Regions from separate parts of the Mus musculus genome. Here all the other regions are linked to region 1. A link is a contact called in public HiChIP or PLAC-seq and promoter capture Hi-C data. All regions are on one chromosome and are shown on one strand. The core of a region is the stretch at or near the end of the contact, and the rest is flanking DNA. Distances in the headings are between cores, read along the strand shown.

Evidence for each region. Promoter capture Hi-C pulls out the DNA fragments that hold promoters and counts their contacts. HiChIP or PLAC-seq counts read pairs in DNA pulled down with a chosen protein or histone mark.
Region 2: a promoter capture Hi-C map of hippocampal neurons shows a contact between it and region 1, with 3 times the contacts expected there. The contact joins the promoter of Ndst4 here to the promoter of Snhg8 in region 1. A contact is called at or near these places in 3 of 39 promoter capture datasets (frontonasal cranial neural crest, hippocampal neurons and pre-B cells), 4 of 484 Hi-C or Micro-C datasets (the G1E-ER4 cell line and cortical neurons) and 3 of 115 datasets of contacts at active chromatin or transcription factors (astrocytes, embryonic forebrain and forebrain).
Region 3: an H3K27ac HiChIP or PLAC-seq map of embryonic stem cells shows a contact between it and region 1, with 4 times the contacts expected there. The contact joins the enhancer-like site here to the promoter of Snhg8 in region 1. A contact is called at or near these places in 8 of 39 promoter capture datasets (cranial neural crest, embryonic stem cells, frontonasal cranial neural crest and 3 more), 10 of 484 Hi-C or Micro-C datasets (3T3-L1-derived adipocytes, the C2C12 cell line, adipose-derived mesenchymal stem cells and 7 more), 14 of 115 datasets of contacts at active chromatin or transcription factors (acute myeloid leukemia, bone marrow-derived dendritic cells, craniofacial prominence and 6 more) and 1 of 9 other capture datasets (embryonic stem cells).

What each region holds. Positions count from the first base shown.
Region 1 is chr3:123,505,566-123,510,688 of GRCm38.p6, forward strand. It overlaps Snhg8 (small nucleolar RNA host gene 8), which reads right to left and starts at 2,771. Exons shown (of 1, transcript NR_028574.1): 1 at 1,987-2,771. It overlaps Snora24 (small nucleolar RNA, H/ACA box 24), which reads right to left and starts at 2,501; the gene lies at 2,372-2,501. It overlaps Prss12 (protease, serine 12 neurotrypsin (motopsin)), which reads left to right. Exons shown (of 11, transcript NM_008939.2): 11 at 655-1,037. The coding sequence ends at 962. It also overlaps the pseudogene Gm9369.
Region 2 is chr3:125,402,164-125,407,286 of GRCm38.p6, forward strand. It overlaps Ndst4 (N-deacetylase/N-sulfotransferase (heparin glucosaminyl) 4), which reads left to right and starts at 1,928. Exons shown (of 14, transcript NM_022565.2): 1 at 1,928-2,344.
Region 3 is chr3:124,603,949-124,609,071 of GRCm38.p6, forward strand. No RefSeq gene overlaps it. Among named protein-coding and RNA genes, the nearest start is that of 1700003H04Rik, 25 kb to the left of the region's middle. Within about 2 kb of position 2,398, at least 2 of the 459 cell types and tissues checked have an H3K27ac peak or open chromatin away from gene starts, as enhancers often do. A contact at or near this core is called in embryonic stem cells, where this site is marked.

The sequences.
Region 1 (5,123 bases), core at 1,521-4,020:
TAAAAACAAAGAAACAATCGAAGAAAACTTGACAGCATTTGGTCTGTTCATGTTAGGATGTGCAATGGTATGACCTTAGATCAGTGGTTCTCCATTGGTGGGTCACCTAAGACCATTGGGAAACACAGTTATAACAGTAGCAAAATTCGTTATGAGGTAACAATAAAAATAATTTTATGGTTGGGGGTCACCACCATGGGAGGAACTGTATTAAAGGATCGCAACATTAGGATTGAGAATCACGGCCTTAGGTGGGCTTAAGCTTAGATGCTTGAAGTCTGCCAAGTGTGAAATGTATACACACAGCCTACCTAGATTCACACCCTGGACTGTTGGTTTCCTACACTGTTGGTTCTAATTCCAAATTTTAGCACTAGCTGATGGAATTCAATTGCTAGGTGTACACTTATGTTTTTCCACAAATGACCTGACTAGATAAATGACACGTCATGTTTGTATGTGAAACTGTACGCAGTTTAATTCTGAAACATCCAATACTAGAGCCTTCTGCTACACAGCTAGCACCATAGCTACTTCTAAGTTAACAGCCATTTTGAAATGCCTTTGAAGGCATTATAAGACTACTAAACTGCTAAATGTGATCATTAGCTGAAATCCCATTGACTAACGCCAGCCTTCTTTTGGTCTGAGCAGGTCGTGCCTACTCAAGAACTCTACAACAAGCTGCTGTGCCTCTGTTACCCAAGAGGTTTTGTAAAGAGAGGTACAAGGGACTATTTACTGGGAGAATGCTCTGTGCTGGGAACCTCCAAGAAGACAACCGTGTGGACAGCTGCCAGGGAGACAGTGGAGGACCACTCATGTGTGAAAAGCCTGATGAGTCCTGGGTTGTGTATGGGGTGACTTCCTGGGGGTATGGATGTGGAGTCAAAGACACTCCTGGAGTTTATACCAGAGTCCCCGCCTTTGTACCTTGGATAAAAAGTGTCACCAGTCTGTAACTTATGGAAAGCTCAAGAAAATAGTAAAACAGTAACCATTCAGTCTTCATACTTGGCACCATGCCAGAAATGACAAGCCTGCGATTCCTTTGAATTTGAGAGAACCCAGTAGTTCAGGGGTACAGGTCTTATCCTTGCCTATTACAATTTTTATGTAAGGTGAAATTCTAGCAAATCTTAGTTTTAATTTTTAAATCTACAAAATTTGGGCTAGGAACCTTGATTAGGTGCCCACATTTAACCTTTTTGATCTTACCTACACTAAGACCAGCACATCATTTTCTTAAGTTCAAATCTTCACTATCAAAATCATTTCTCTAGAACAGTAGGCAGATGTCAAACTTGAATTCTGCCTTTTGAACCATGAAAAAGTACGCCATCTACTGGTACCTTCAAGTAAGTTCAGATCTCCTGAGACTAACCTGACAAATGTTTTAAAGAGGCTCTCCTTATGTACCAGAAAGCCTAACACATGAAATGGCAAGCAGTTAAGAGGCCATACAAATTACTGACCACTTGTGGAACCATGACCTTACAGCAGCCCTTTTTAAATAGGAATGAAGGCCCAGAGACATCTGGTGGGAATTTGGATCCCAATAATCTCTGTGCAGAGGAATCACCCCCTGGTTCCTAAGCTTCCCTAAATAAGGCCTATCATACTCTTGAGTGTGAGTCTCAGTACCTCAAATCCCAGACACAAAAGCCTCTAAGGTCACAAGTATCCCCTCAGCACCTGTCACAACACACCCCCTAGCTGGTGTTACATACTTGGCTTCTGGAGATTTGAAGTTGAATGGCACACACTAGAAGGCTTGGAGAGCAGCAAGCAAAAGATACTTTTCATTAAGGGCAACCGTCTGTGGCTTATTAATCACTCATGTTCCAAGCCAACATTTATCTTGCACCTTTGTAACAATCAAACCTATCTTCTTTGGAAGCCTAGTTAACCCAGTTATTTCCTGCGCAAATGTCTCCTGTATCGTTAACTCTTAATTCACACAACCTCCAGAAACAGGACACAGTCTTATTACACACCAAACATCTTTTATTTAATATAAAATATTCAATTTTCAAAAATTAAAAGCGAAGATTCCCTGTAAGTTGACCAGAGACGATCTCAACCACTACAGTACCTGCAAGAAAAAAAAAAAGGCCCATTACAGAATATCCGTGACTATACTACGGGCTGTTTACTTATGTTAATGTCAGCACAAGAGCAAACTTCACCCTAACAGTAAAGGCCCACTCACTACCCAGAACCGCGAAAACACCACAAAAATGAATCTTACCTTAACACTTCCTCCACTGTTCAACAGCAACGGGTCCCGGCGTTTCCTAGAAATATTTCAATACTAGTTTAGAAAACTGAAGTCCATTTTTCTAGCGTCGTGTAGACTCTTACAATCTTAGAATGTCACTTGCTCAAGTCAGAATCTGGTACCAATGAAATGGTGACAGCTTTGCCAATAACAAGAACATGCTCTTCCATGGCTAGGAAGGGAGACTGCCACAGGCGGCAGGTCCCAAAGATACATGGAGTTTCACAGCCCAAAAATCTAGTGTAACCCCAGAGGTGTCACTCACCATCCGACCCAGCGGTGGCGAACTTGCGTCACGCCGCCCAACACCGTATCGGCTTTACATGGTGGTCGTCGCGCTAACCTTCACGGCGCTCTTGCAGAGTTGATGGCTTTCGGCCAGCACCATAGCCACCTTGTGTCTCCCGCATCTCGGCCACTCACAAATAAGGCCCAAGATATCATCCCCACCATACAACTACATACTCGTAGGCGGATCGCAGCCAAAGAGACTTCTGAACGGTGCGCGCACGCTTTTATAGCCCGGGTGACGCTCTCCCAAGAGCCTGCGCGCGAGGGGCGGGGCTTTCCCGCCCATTCCGAGCTCTCCCGCGCCTCGTCACTTTGATTGGTGTACAGGCGGCCCGGATTCGATGCGTGCGTCACAGGAATGGGCGGGCTGTGGAGGTGGGCGGGGAAAAGCCGAGCTGAAACCACAGTTCTCGCGGTGTCAGAAGTCTCGTGGCTGAAGCTCTGGCGGTGCGCGCGTTTTCTCTTCTTGGCTGCGTTCTTCTCTGGGACCCAAAGTCTAAGGTCCCTTCGTTGCCGCCTCCCCCGGCATCACTTCCTATGGCGCCGGCCCTTTGTCCCCGAGAGCTGTTGGCGGCTCCTCTGCCCCCATCGGGGTTGATGGTTCCGCTTGCGCCCTTCCGCTTGCCCTTTTGATCTGATCTCACTTTTGCCCGACACAGCGCGCCGGAAGGTTTCTCGAACCGGGAGAACGGGAAGCCTGGGCAGTGCGAGCAGACCCGCCCGGCCCTCGGCTTTTCCGGGAGGAAGGCATATCTCACTCCCGCGTGCAGCCCGCTATGAGACAGAATAGAGGGCCTTTAGTGATGGAGTATGGAGATGACAGTTGTCGTCATGGAGAATGTTAGTTAGAAAGCTGTGATCATTACAGGCTGGGAAGGGTGCGGTTAGGGCAACACCGTGCAGGAGTCAGTAGGAACGAATTCATTGGAGACAATACTCGCATTTGAAGGACCTAGAGGGGTTCGTGAACCTCAGCTCGCTCACCCACTATCTCATTTTACTTAAAATAATCACTACTGAATTGAAAGAACTAGTTCATCATAAGGCTCAAGTAACCGCGGCGCGTTGCCCAAACATTTCATTTACATTCTGGATGGTCTTCTGAGGGTGTCCTTAAGAATGGTCTGTATTAGTCCTGAGCTGAGAAGTCCGAGATTAAGGGCCTTCCTTCTCTGGCCAGTAGATGGTAGCCTGCATCTTTCCGTGGGTTTTTCTTTTGTGCCTGTCTGCACCTGTCAGGTTTTTTATTTTACAAAATGTAGTTTTGTTTTTATGTTACTCTGCTGTTACACAGGGCATAACATTTTCATAAGGCTTTTTTGGGGACTACAGTCAATGATTAGCAAACAACTCTCTAAAGAACAATCACTGAACCAAATGGATACCCTCTCACATGTACACAAATTTGCATGGAAAAGTACTAACATTACTTTAAATTGCAATGCACTACATTTTCCATATCTTCGCAGTAATACAAAACACAGTCGCTTGTAGAACCGGTTCAGATTACTTAAATACCAAGTGTGCTGTCAGTCCTCTACTCACGTGTCTGGAAGTTACTCGTGTTTACATGAAATGAAGCTATTGATACTTTTCTACAGCAGTAACTGCACACCAGGAAGGAGGAGACAACACAAACCAAGGGATGGAGTTTCCCCAAAGCTGCAGTGTGAAAAGACTATATAAACAGTTGATCCCATACACACGAATGGGCTTTCTTGCTAGAGGAAATCCAAGTGGAATAAGGAATGGAGATGTAAAAAGGTCTTCTTGAGGGGAAGGGGGTTGGTGCCCTGGATGCCTTTAGTTTTCGGCCCCCTCTGCTGCATCACATTCTTCTGCACTGTCTGATGTCCATAATGTTAAGTTGTCTCTAAGCAACTGCATGATAAGGGTGCTGTCTTTGTAGGAGTCTTTGTTCAGTGTACCAAGCTCTGTGATAGCCTCATCAAAAGCCGTTTTAGCCAGTGTGTAGGCAAGCTCTGGATTATTAAGGATCACAGAGTAAAATACAGGAAGGTTAAGAGCCAGCCCCAGGCGGATTGGATGTGTAGGTTGCATCTCTTTCTTGCTTATATCAAATGCCTCTTGGTAGGCTCTTTGGGAATTTTCTATCATTTGTTTTCCATCATCGCCACAAGCTACTTCAGCAAGATCCTGGAAATAATCTCCATTCATTTTCAGATAGAAGACCTTACTCTCTGGATTAATTGCATTGGCTATTAAATACTTACCCAACAATTCCAGAACCGTGATGCAGATGGACCTCAGTTCCAACTCCACTTTCTCCTGACAGTCCTTGGTCAGCTGCAACTTCTTGTTGGAGGTGTCGGTCTTCTTCTCAATGCTCGAGATGACCATCCAGGCAGACCTGCGGCCCTCAACCACGTTCTTGTAGGCCACCAACAGCACGGTCTAGTAACCTCATTCCAAATACTACCATGTTCAGAGAGTAGGGGCTACGATTTCAACATAAGTTTTGGCAGCACATCATGTCTTACTGAACATTTTTAATGAACCAGACGTTAACCATTGGGCTAGGTAGCTGGAA
Region 2 (5,123 bases), core at 678-3,177, 1.9 Mb after region 1:
TTTCATCAATTAATTTCTCCAGTTTTTTCCAAGAGAAGAAAGAAAACGTTGGTGGCTTTAAATTCATTCATAGTTACACATAGTGTGTTAACTCTGTTTTGAACATTTATTTTATGTTTTATCAAAAAGAAATGGTCAGCTAAGTGGTATTTTTCTTTTTCAACTACAGAATTTTAATTTCCTGTCTTTGGATGTGTTTCAATAATTAATATTTAATAAATACCATGGTATGTCTTAGAACTGACTAACATTGTAACACTTCCATTGTCAAAGTCCTCACAATTAAAAAATGGTTAAGTATCTTCATATCAAAGCTGGTGCTAGAGTAATAATGGACTTGATCATGTTATTTCCTTTGTTATGATTCTACACTGTCCATGGCCATAACCCTGACAAGGCTGTGGATCCTGCTTCAAGGTTCTATTTGATAGTTTTGCAGTGAGAATCATGGAGCTACCATTTAATTCCAACAAGTTCAACCGTTTGTATATAGCACTGCTTCTGTTGGCCTTTGAAATAGGAACGCAGCAAGACTGTAATGGGTTGAACAATTTGCAATAATGTTTCTTCCTCAATTATGCAATTTTCCAAAAACTTAAAATGCTAAATAAATAATGAAATTAAAAAACAAACAAGCAAAACAACAAAAAAGCAAAACTATGGTGGGATCTGGTATGGTAACAGAGGCTATACTAGAAACTGAAGGGCTCTGGGTTCAATTCCCAGCACCATAACCAGACAGGTAAAACTATAAAAGATAGAAATTTTCAATTAGCATTTAAAATGCATTTTAATCAACACTGAACCATGGCATGGTATTTTCCTCATAATATTATATTATTGATAAAAAGATACGTCTGCAGTATGCTTATCTCTCTCAATTGTAATGGGCATCACTAAGTCAACATGTCTTGACCTTCAAATGCTTCTTTGCCATCCGGGTAAGAAGTTGCTGAATGCTGCTTGAAGATTTTATAAACATAAACTTTTTCTCAACTCACTGTGCATGAGAATTTAGGCAATTTGCAGACAAATGTTATGCAGACGTTAACACCAATAATACTGGATACAGACATCATAAAGCCAAGCTTTAATGGCTTCTCCACTACTTCCACCCCCCTCTCTAGTCACGGGATTTTACTGAAATTGTCCGAATATTACATGTATTGCTTATAACTGAAGACACACACACCAGATTAGAGAGTATTCTGCAGCTCTATTCTGTCTTGAAACAAGTTTTCATTTTTTTTCTTGTATATTTATATTTAAATATATATATGAATATATATATATATAATTTTTAAATTTGAGAAATAGAAATGTAGTTTCCCATAGGAATCAAATTTTACCTCTGTTAATTAACATTATATAGTTTTACATATTTATCTGTCCTTACTGATAACACATGTTTATGCTATTATAAGTATCAGGATTTGGTAGCTCACAGACAGTTCTCCAAGTTTTCTATTGCTCATTGCTGGCTTTTGTTCTGTTTGAAATTAGACTCTTTGGCTGGCACATATTCACAACAGAAAGCCCCATCACGAACTTTTATTAACCCACTTGATACAGTGACATAGCTGCAAAGTGAAATCTTATTCTCGGATTATGTAGGAAATATTCAAACTGTCCAGTGAACGATTATCCAAATCCTCAAGGGGCACCTAATCAATCAATCAGTGTTGTGTGAGAGGAAGGCTGCCGGCTGCTGAATTAGCTTCTGCTGGAATGTGTTCATGTGTAACATCCCACTGCCTGGATGACATCACAACAGCTTCAGGTCCTTGAAAGTCTTGAGGATGATTAGCTGAAGGAATTGGCTGTTTCTGCCAATCATAACCCGGCAGAGCTGCCTTCATAGTTCTGGAGATGTGAGAGAAAAAGGGAGGGAGGGAGAGAGGGAGGGAGGGAGGGAAAGACCGACTCCAGCTAAGCAAGAGGCACAGCAGCAGTGGCAGAAGCAGACAGGAGCAGCTGGTATTCCGGTGATTAAATAGTTCTCATAGCCTTTTTGCTGTACCCGGTCTGCTCCCTGGGGTAAGGCTCGTGTCCGAGAAGGAAGCTGCATTTTAACGGTGTGCTGAACAGAGGTCTGAATCATTCCAGCTGGCTGCTTGTTTTGAAAAGGACAATGTGTGTATAAATAAAAAGACTGCTGGAAGGGTCCAGACACCGGCACCGGAGCTGAGGAGTGCTCTCAGAATCCTGTTGAGGCAGATGGCACGAACTGAAAGCTCCGCTAATTAACGTGGAGCCAAGTAAACCTGAATTCTGGATATCTCATTTTCTAACTTCGGATAAATTCAAGTTAGCAAAAGAAAAAAAAATTGAAATGCTTCTCTAGGTAAGTTACTGCCCTAATTTGTTGAAATTGACAATGACGGGGTATGTGTGGCTTAGCTTCATAAACAAGTTAAACGCACTAAAGTTTTATTTGTGAAAGATTTATGTAGAAGCAGATACTTTTAGAGCCAAATTCAATCTCCCTTTCTGGCGTGTGTATACATACCTGTCAGTATGTAGAAGTTATATTTGCATTGTATATAGAATGTATTGCCCTGCTGTAAAAAGGGAACTGAACAGCAGATTAATTTTAAACAGTTACTCTGACATTTGCACCAAAACACCTCCCTGGATAACAGGTTTGTCCTGTTTCTACTGGACCTACTAATTTTGCAAACTCAGCCTTCAGTCATAACTGTGGCTGGTGTTTAAATGTTTCCTAAGAAGTATTACTTAGAATGTGGCATGCAAATTGCCCAAGATGAGAACTCTTCTCCTTGGGACATAAGATTTATAGGTGTTCTCTGTTTTGATGGAATTTTGAGAGAAACAGCTGGCACACACATTTGAAACTGAACGACACTGGCATATGCTGTTTATCAGGAAATAGATGCTATCCCCTAGCTCATATTAGAAATGAAAACATCTCAGGGTAATATATGTCATATTCATATCCTAGATTGTGAGCAGGACACCGACACCTCAGTGCCGTATTCACACACACACACGCACACACATATACACACACACACTTCCAAAGCCCCCTACACAAAACACATTGGAAAATGCGAGATGTTTAAAGGTGGTCTTAGTGTTTCTAATACTTATATCAGAAGAAATCAAAGTTTAAAAATATTAAAAATTGATTTCCTTTTAACTTGTCCTAATTTACAAATTGATATACTTTTTCAGAAGCAGTGTGTTGTTTATTTTGGTAGACTGTGTTCTGCTCCTCAATTAACTTTGAGAAAGTGTAATGAGTTTATCCTTTCTGTCAGACGCTCCTTTTCCTGCCTTCACAGCGTCTGTTCTAGGAGTTTTCATTTACATGGAGGCAGAACTTTTCAATGTTAAGCTGAAGCAAGATATTAATACATTTCTGTCATTCAGGCTTAGTTATCCACTTTCTTGTCAGTTTCATAGTTAAAATCCTGTATATTTTGGAATAAGAAGAAGCTGGTGAAGACAGAAGTTACTAAAATTACTTTAATTTCACTAAAACTAAGAGACAATGAGTTTCTCCAAATGATTTTAATGAGTTGTTATTTTTCCGGATCACAACTATTTTAATTTGTTTTACTGGAATTGGGCCAATTAGCTATAAGCAGAAACTTAGGTAGTGATGGATAATTTGTTTTGTTTGTTTCAATAAAGTTTAAGTCAGGAACATAAGACCCCTGACCAGAAGGATCTCATGGTGAGAACCAGCATTCCCCCAAACATTAGAATGTTTAATAAGAAAAGTAACTGTGTCATTTATGTTTATCTCTGGACAGAAATAGATATTTGAGTATACTATGATTTTTGCTGTTTTTCCATAGAGAATTCTCTGGCAATCTATAGCATGAAAGTCGTCCTTGATGGAAAATACAGATAAAAATTCTGATGTAACTCTTTTATAAAAGAAAAGCTTTGGATAATTTTATTATATTTTATTTTTAAGAAATCAATGAGAAAGCCATCTGTACATAATAATCTAGATCATTCTTTTGCTTTTTCCTGAAAATAAAAAAAATTGCATGTTCATATAGAATGCATGTATATACATTCACCTGAGAAGCAAGTATCTTAGATTTCATCAGGCATGAAAACTAATATATCTATTTGATACGGATTCGGTCTTCCTCCAAGAATGCTACCATGCCATGATCATATGTTTAAAAGAAAAATACCTCAAATTCTTAATTGATCTCAATGTCAGACCTAGTGTTTCTAAATGCTAAATAAATGTTTCTAATCCATACAAGAGTTGAGCTGAGAAGTTTAATGTATTGTGATTCCCTCTCACTTTGTTTTTACTGAAAAAGTGAGAATAAAATACCATCATGCTATTTCATTTACTAGCAACTACTCAGGGAGAAGAGAGAAACACTTAGCATACTGTGTTCAAACTAGAAGCTTTCTGGCTGATGCCGCCTCTCCAGATTTAAAAAGCAGCTGGGGAAACTTATAAAGTGAAGCTAGACTATCAGCCCTGGCTGTCAGCCAAGCCTGAAGAGCCATGCACCCAGAAGCCTACTCTTCCCCCCACCCTCCCCGTGGGCTGGAATTTATTGATAATGCATTATGTTTTAAGTCTAACCTGTACAAACTGGAATATTTCAGGAGCAAATATATTGCCAGACTAGGGGAAAACTGTAAAGTAACAAAGATTTCTTCTTTATCAAAGGTTGCTGGGATGAAATCATAGCCTAAACCCTATAAAACACAATATGTACTGGAAAGTACAGGAAGGGTGAAATGCCTTCTCTACATACTAGCTTGGAATGGCAGCAAGACCAGAAGTGCCATATATACGTGTGCCAAAACAAAGAACTTCAAGGTTTTATTCAATCAACCAACTCCAAAAAGTCAAGTAAAAGTAGGACTTCCAAACCCTTTCATAGTCTTGTAGCTAGACAACAAAAGGTAAACTCTCCTTCATTGTGCACCTCCCAAGTAACAAGCCAAAGGGGATGCTGTCTGCTGTTTATTTTAAGTTCACAAAGTGAGAGAAACAGGGCAGGTGCCAGACACGATGTATGCCATTGCCTTCAGCCATCACGATGTAACAGTCAGCCAAGCTTTCCTTGACACTTTAGGAACTTTCAGCTTATGTTGTTACACAGAGTGTTAAGTGG
Region 3 (5,123 bases), core at 1,148-3,647, 1.1 Mb after region 1:
ATTTTGTCTCTGTTTTGACATGAAAGAATAATAATTTGCCAGCAAATTTTAATAAATGAATAATAAAGCATGAGTAAATAAATGGGCAAAACTAATAATAGTCAAATTTCATCATAGATAATATTTTTAGTTTTCTAATTTGAGATGATGATGACCCAGTGTACTTTTAATTTAATAGTATAAACAATAGTTACATAAAAATTTAAATATAAAAAGAAATCTGAAGCTTATTGTTATCATTCTGTCTAAGCTCCACCCCACAGTTACCTGGCAACAGCCAGGTGTGCCTGACCCACTATAGAAGCGGCTGCTTACCCCCTCCTTCTCTCCTGTTCCTCTTCTTTCCTTGCTCTTTCTCAGCTTCCCTTCCCCTCTCTCTCCCCATTCCCTCACCCCCATCCGGTTCCATGTGCTCATGGACTCTACTCCTCTACCTCTCTCTCTCTCTCTCTCTCAATCTCTGCCTCTACTACCCTCTTGAATAAACTCTATTCTATAGTATACAGTCTCATTCTCTGGCTGGTCCCTCAAGGGGAAGGGATCCCTTGGCATGGGCCCACTGAGGGACCCCTTCTCTCATCCCTCACCCCACTTCCATAGAACATATCCCTTCCACTCTTTATCTTTTTATAAACACATCACTTACAATGATACAATAGTGAAATTATACTCGAAGCATGAACATTATAGAATAGGAATATATTTACTTGCAAATTATTGCAATTTATAATGTCATAATTATTTACAAGAGCAGAATGAGAAAATACAGGAAGTAAACATTTTACACTTGGAGGAGAAATTATTAAACAAAGACATCTGTAAAGAACTTTATAATATGCAAAGTTTGTAATGGTTAAATATTGATATACATGTTATAAGTCATCAGGAGATGAGTTACATATGAAATGAAAACTTTGCTCTGTAAAATTTTAATCAAAAAAAAAAAAACCTTGGAGTATAGTTTCAACAACATGAAATAAAGGAATATTTCATAAAATAATAGAAAGCAGAAGAAAAGTCTGAGTGGAATATCCAAGCTATGTAGGACTTAGAAGAAAGTATTGAAAGAAATATTTATAATATTTAATTATTTTGACATGTTTTCCTATGGGGAGTGAGGTATTTAGGGACTTTCAAATTTGTTCTCCAATATCTATAACTTTTTGAAATTTTTAGACATTGTTTCAGTGCTGTCATACAAAACAAGCCAAGTTTCTCATCATTGCAAAGACACAAAAGAGTAGGTTGAAGTGAAGCATATCTCACCACAGAATCACTGGATCACCGTGGCCTTCCATGCACAATCTATATGTAATGTTGAGGGGCTCAAGGCTGTGAAGACCAAGCGGCCCTGCCCACCTTTAAAACATCCACACTATGCTTTCCTCCTCCTGATTTAGCTATCATGAGACATTTTAGCTTTTCTGAAAGGTTAAAAAAAAAAAAAAACACTGACACAGAAAACCATGATACATGAATTTCAACAGGCACCTTTACACAAGATCTTTATGATATACCCATCAGAATTACCTTAACGGATACAAGAAAGTATGTTACAAATGCTCTCATTACAGCTTTGCAAAAGGACAAACGGAAAAATAATTTTTAAAAGTTACATTGTATTGATTTTTATATTTTCCTAAGAATGTTAGAGAAAACTTTCCATAGTAAACTATTATTTCAAATTTGTTAAAAAGAAAGAAATCCATTATAAAATAATAGAAAAGCAACATTTAATTTAAAGATAGATAGATGGCACTGTAGGTCTATCTTAGTCCTCTTTCAGTATGAAGAAACTTTTACCTTAACTTCTTTCTGATATATGTGATATTGAAGATAATTTCCTTCCCAATATCCTGAAAAAAAATACTATAATCTTAAATCATTGATATTGTTTATTCTTAAACAAAACAAAATGTGTTATTTCAAGTTACCAATACAAATGTATATGTATCTGTGTGTGTGTGTGCGCACATGTGTGTGTATGATATAAAAAGAAGAAAAATTAAGAAAATTTGTCAATATCTGGAAATGTAATCATATCTAATAAGCTAATTCAGAAGTTTTAAAACCTTGAGCTAGTTTTTTGAATTGCTTCCAGCATTTGTTCTTTCCTAACTTCTGTGCTTCTGAACCTGGTATAGAGTATGTGGTTGCTGATGGAGTTAGTTCCCCTTTTGCTTTTAGCTATGGGCTTCCCTCAAGCACCTTGACACATGGCCCTTCTTAAAGGGCATCTCACTTTCAACACTAGAGCTTTCTTCACCAAAAACAAGGAGATGGTTAAATTATATGAATCTTTGACTTTTCATTTGCAAATGTAGAGAGTGAATGGGGGCTTCCAAGCCAGGGGTCATAATCATTAACATATGAAAGAAACTAAGACAAAGAGAAGGACTGAAAACATTCCCCACCCAGGCTACAGGTAAAGGCCTTAATAAGTTACACAAAAGCCTACAGATTACAAATTCAGTAAAGATGGGTGCTTTGTGAATGACTCAGAAAAGGGTAAGGATATACCTGCTTCAGGACCTGTGAGCTTTTCATCTTTCCAGCTTTATGGACCATTTCATTTCTTGGAACTGTTTTCTTAATAAATAGTCTTTATTTCTACCACTAATTATATGTCTCTGGTTCAATACTTTGTTCTATGGGACAGAAACTGGAAATCTCGGATGGTGACCTCCAGACCCGAATCCATACCTACAACATTTTTATTGATCATGGAAGAGACACAGATTCACTTTCAGTCTGTTTTATTTATTTTAAATAGGTTAAATGGTTGTGATTGGATGAAATTTGCATACTAGGAACCAAAGCCACTGAAAACCACTCTTGAAAACTTCCTACTAATTTTCATTTGTCTGTAGATGAGAAAACACTCAAACAACTTAAATAATGCCCACATGAACACGAGGCTCTCATCATCAGAAATATAAGAGTCCTTCCAGCTGCTTCAGAGCTTAGAGAGAATGCATGCCAAGCCTCAGATTTGAAATCACTTCAGCCATTTCTGTGATATATCCATGTACCACATTTAGCAGAGATCCTAACTAACTCTAGTAACACTTTTGACCCATAGAAATCATAAAGTTTTCAGAAGATGTTGGGATATTTTAAAACCTTTCAGCATGGGATAAAAGAATAATGGTATTAGGTTCACCCTCTTCCCCAACCCCAGCTCATAAGGGACCTATCTATCTAACTCAGGTTCTTGCCCATTTTAACAGTATCAAGTAAGGTTTCTGTCTCATGCAATAGGTTTTAGATCCAACAAAAAAGTAGTGTGTGTGTTTTTTTTCTTTTCTTTTCTTTTTTTTAATAACATTTGGACCATTATCAGAGGCAAGTCACTATTGTATGTAGCAAGATTTAGAGGTGGGTCATAATAATAATAATTTTCTTTCTGGTAGCATGTCGTCTAATTTTCACCCTCTGCTACTGGATCAAAAAGATGGTAAAATATTAAAATAGATTAAATATACTGTGAGCATATTATGCCATTCATCCAACTGTCTATGAGTAAATCAAATAGCCAATTAAAATTGCTCACGCTAAGTGAATGAGGTTCATCAATGAGTTATTCCTAGACTAAAAAGCTACACATAAAAAGTATCTGCCAAATAAATTGTCTTTATGTTTTTCAAGGACAATTTGAAGAATTTTAAAAATGCTTTATCTCTCAAAACAAATATTCTCATAACTTAAACTTTGAAAAAGTTACCCATTAATTTAAAAAACATAAATTTTGTTTGGTGTGGAACTGAACAATAACTATTCCGTTGAGTTGTTAGATTCCACTTTGGCATCTTCTGTATTTTGTCAGGCATTGACATTTTCATTGTGCTAGTATTTGCTAATAACTTGAAACCCAAAGGTGTTTGTCATGTTTATACTAGGAGAATTAATGAGCATGTTTTTATTCACACTGACTTGGTAGTTTGTTCTTCCTTCATAAAGATGATTATCTGTAAGTTGTATATCACTATTTAAATCCCAATTTACTTGGAAAATAAAACTCAAGAAGTATTTAAAAAGTCAAATTAATTCTACAAAAATTGACAAAGCATTTGCATCCAAACTGTAAAGATCTTTCACCTGATGTTTTGGTTTATTTTTAGATATGCAATTATTTTTGAAGCTATTGTAAAAGTGAGAGTCACCATGATCTCGTTCTCAGTGAGATAATCGTGGCCTTTAAAAATGCCAGAACTATTTGCTACTTTCAAAATCATAGCTGAGGTAAGATGAAATGACAAGAGACAGGTGGGCACAACATACCATGCTGTAGTAGGTATTCTGGACTACATGTTAATTGTAAAACCTGCTATTGCATTTTATATTGAAAATTGTACCTGTGTGAATTAAATGTGAGAACATCGTGAATTAATGAAATTTAAATTGCTAAGGTTAATATTAAATTAAATCATCACACTTTCCCTACTTAGACTCCCTCCTTTCCTCTAGGAACTTAATTGTGCCTTCAAAACTCTGAGACTTCACTTTCACAGGTAATTTTTAGTCATTGCTAAACAACTTCTCATGGTTACAGTAACTGATTCTTCTTTCTTAAATATTCCTTGAACTTAGGCAGACTGAGTCAACTGCCAATATTAAATCCAGAGAATAAAACAGGGTAGGATTCCAAATAAACTTGAGCAAGCACATCTGCAGTTTACTTGCTTAGAACACTGATTTTCTTTTCTTTTTTATTTACTGATTATTTTATTTATTTACATTTCAAATGTTATCCCCATTCCCAGGTTCCCCACTACAATGCTCCTATCACACCCCACCTTCTCCTTGCTTCTATGAGGGTGCTCCCCCACCCATCTACCCACTCCAGTCTCACCACCCTAGCATTCCCCTATGACTGGGTCATAGAGCATTCACAGGACCAAGGGCCCCTCCTCCCATGGATGTCTAACAAGGCCATCCTCCACTACATATGTAGCTGGAGCCATGGATCCCTCCATGTGTACTCTTTGGATGGTGGTTTAGTCCTTGGGAGCTCTGGGGGGGGGGGTTGGTTGGTTGGTTGGTTGATATTGTTGTTCTTCCTATGGAATTGCAAACCCCTTCAGGTTCTTTAGTCCTTTCTCTAATTCCTCCATTGCAAACCC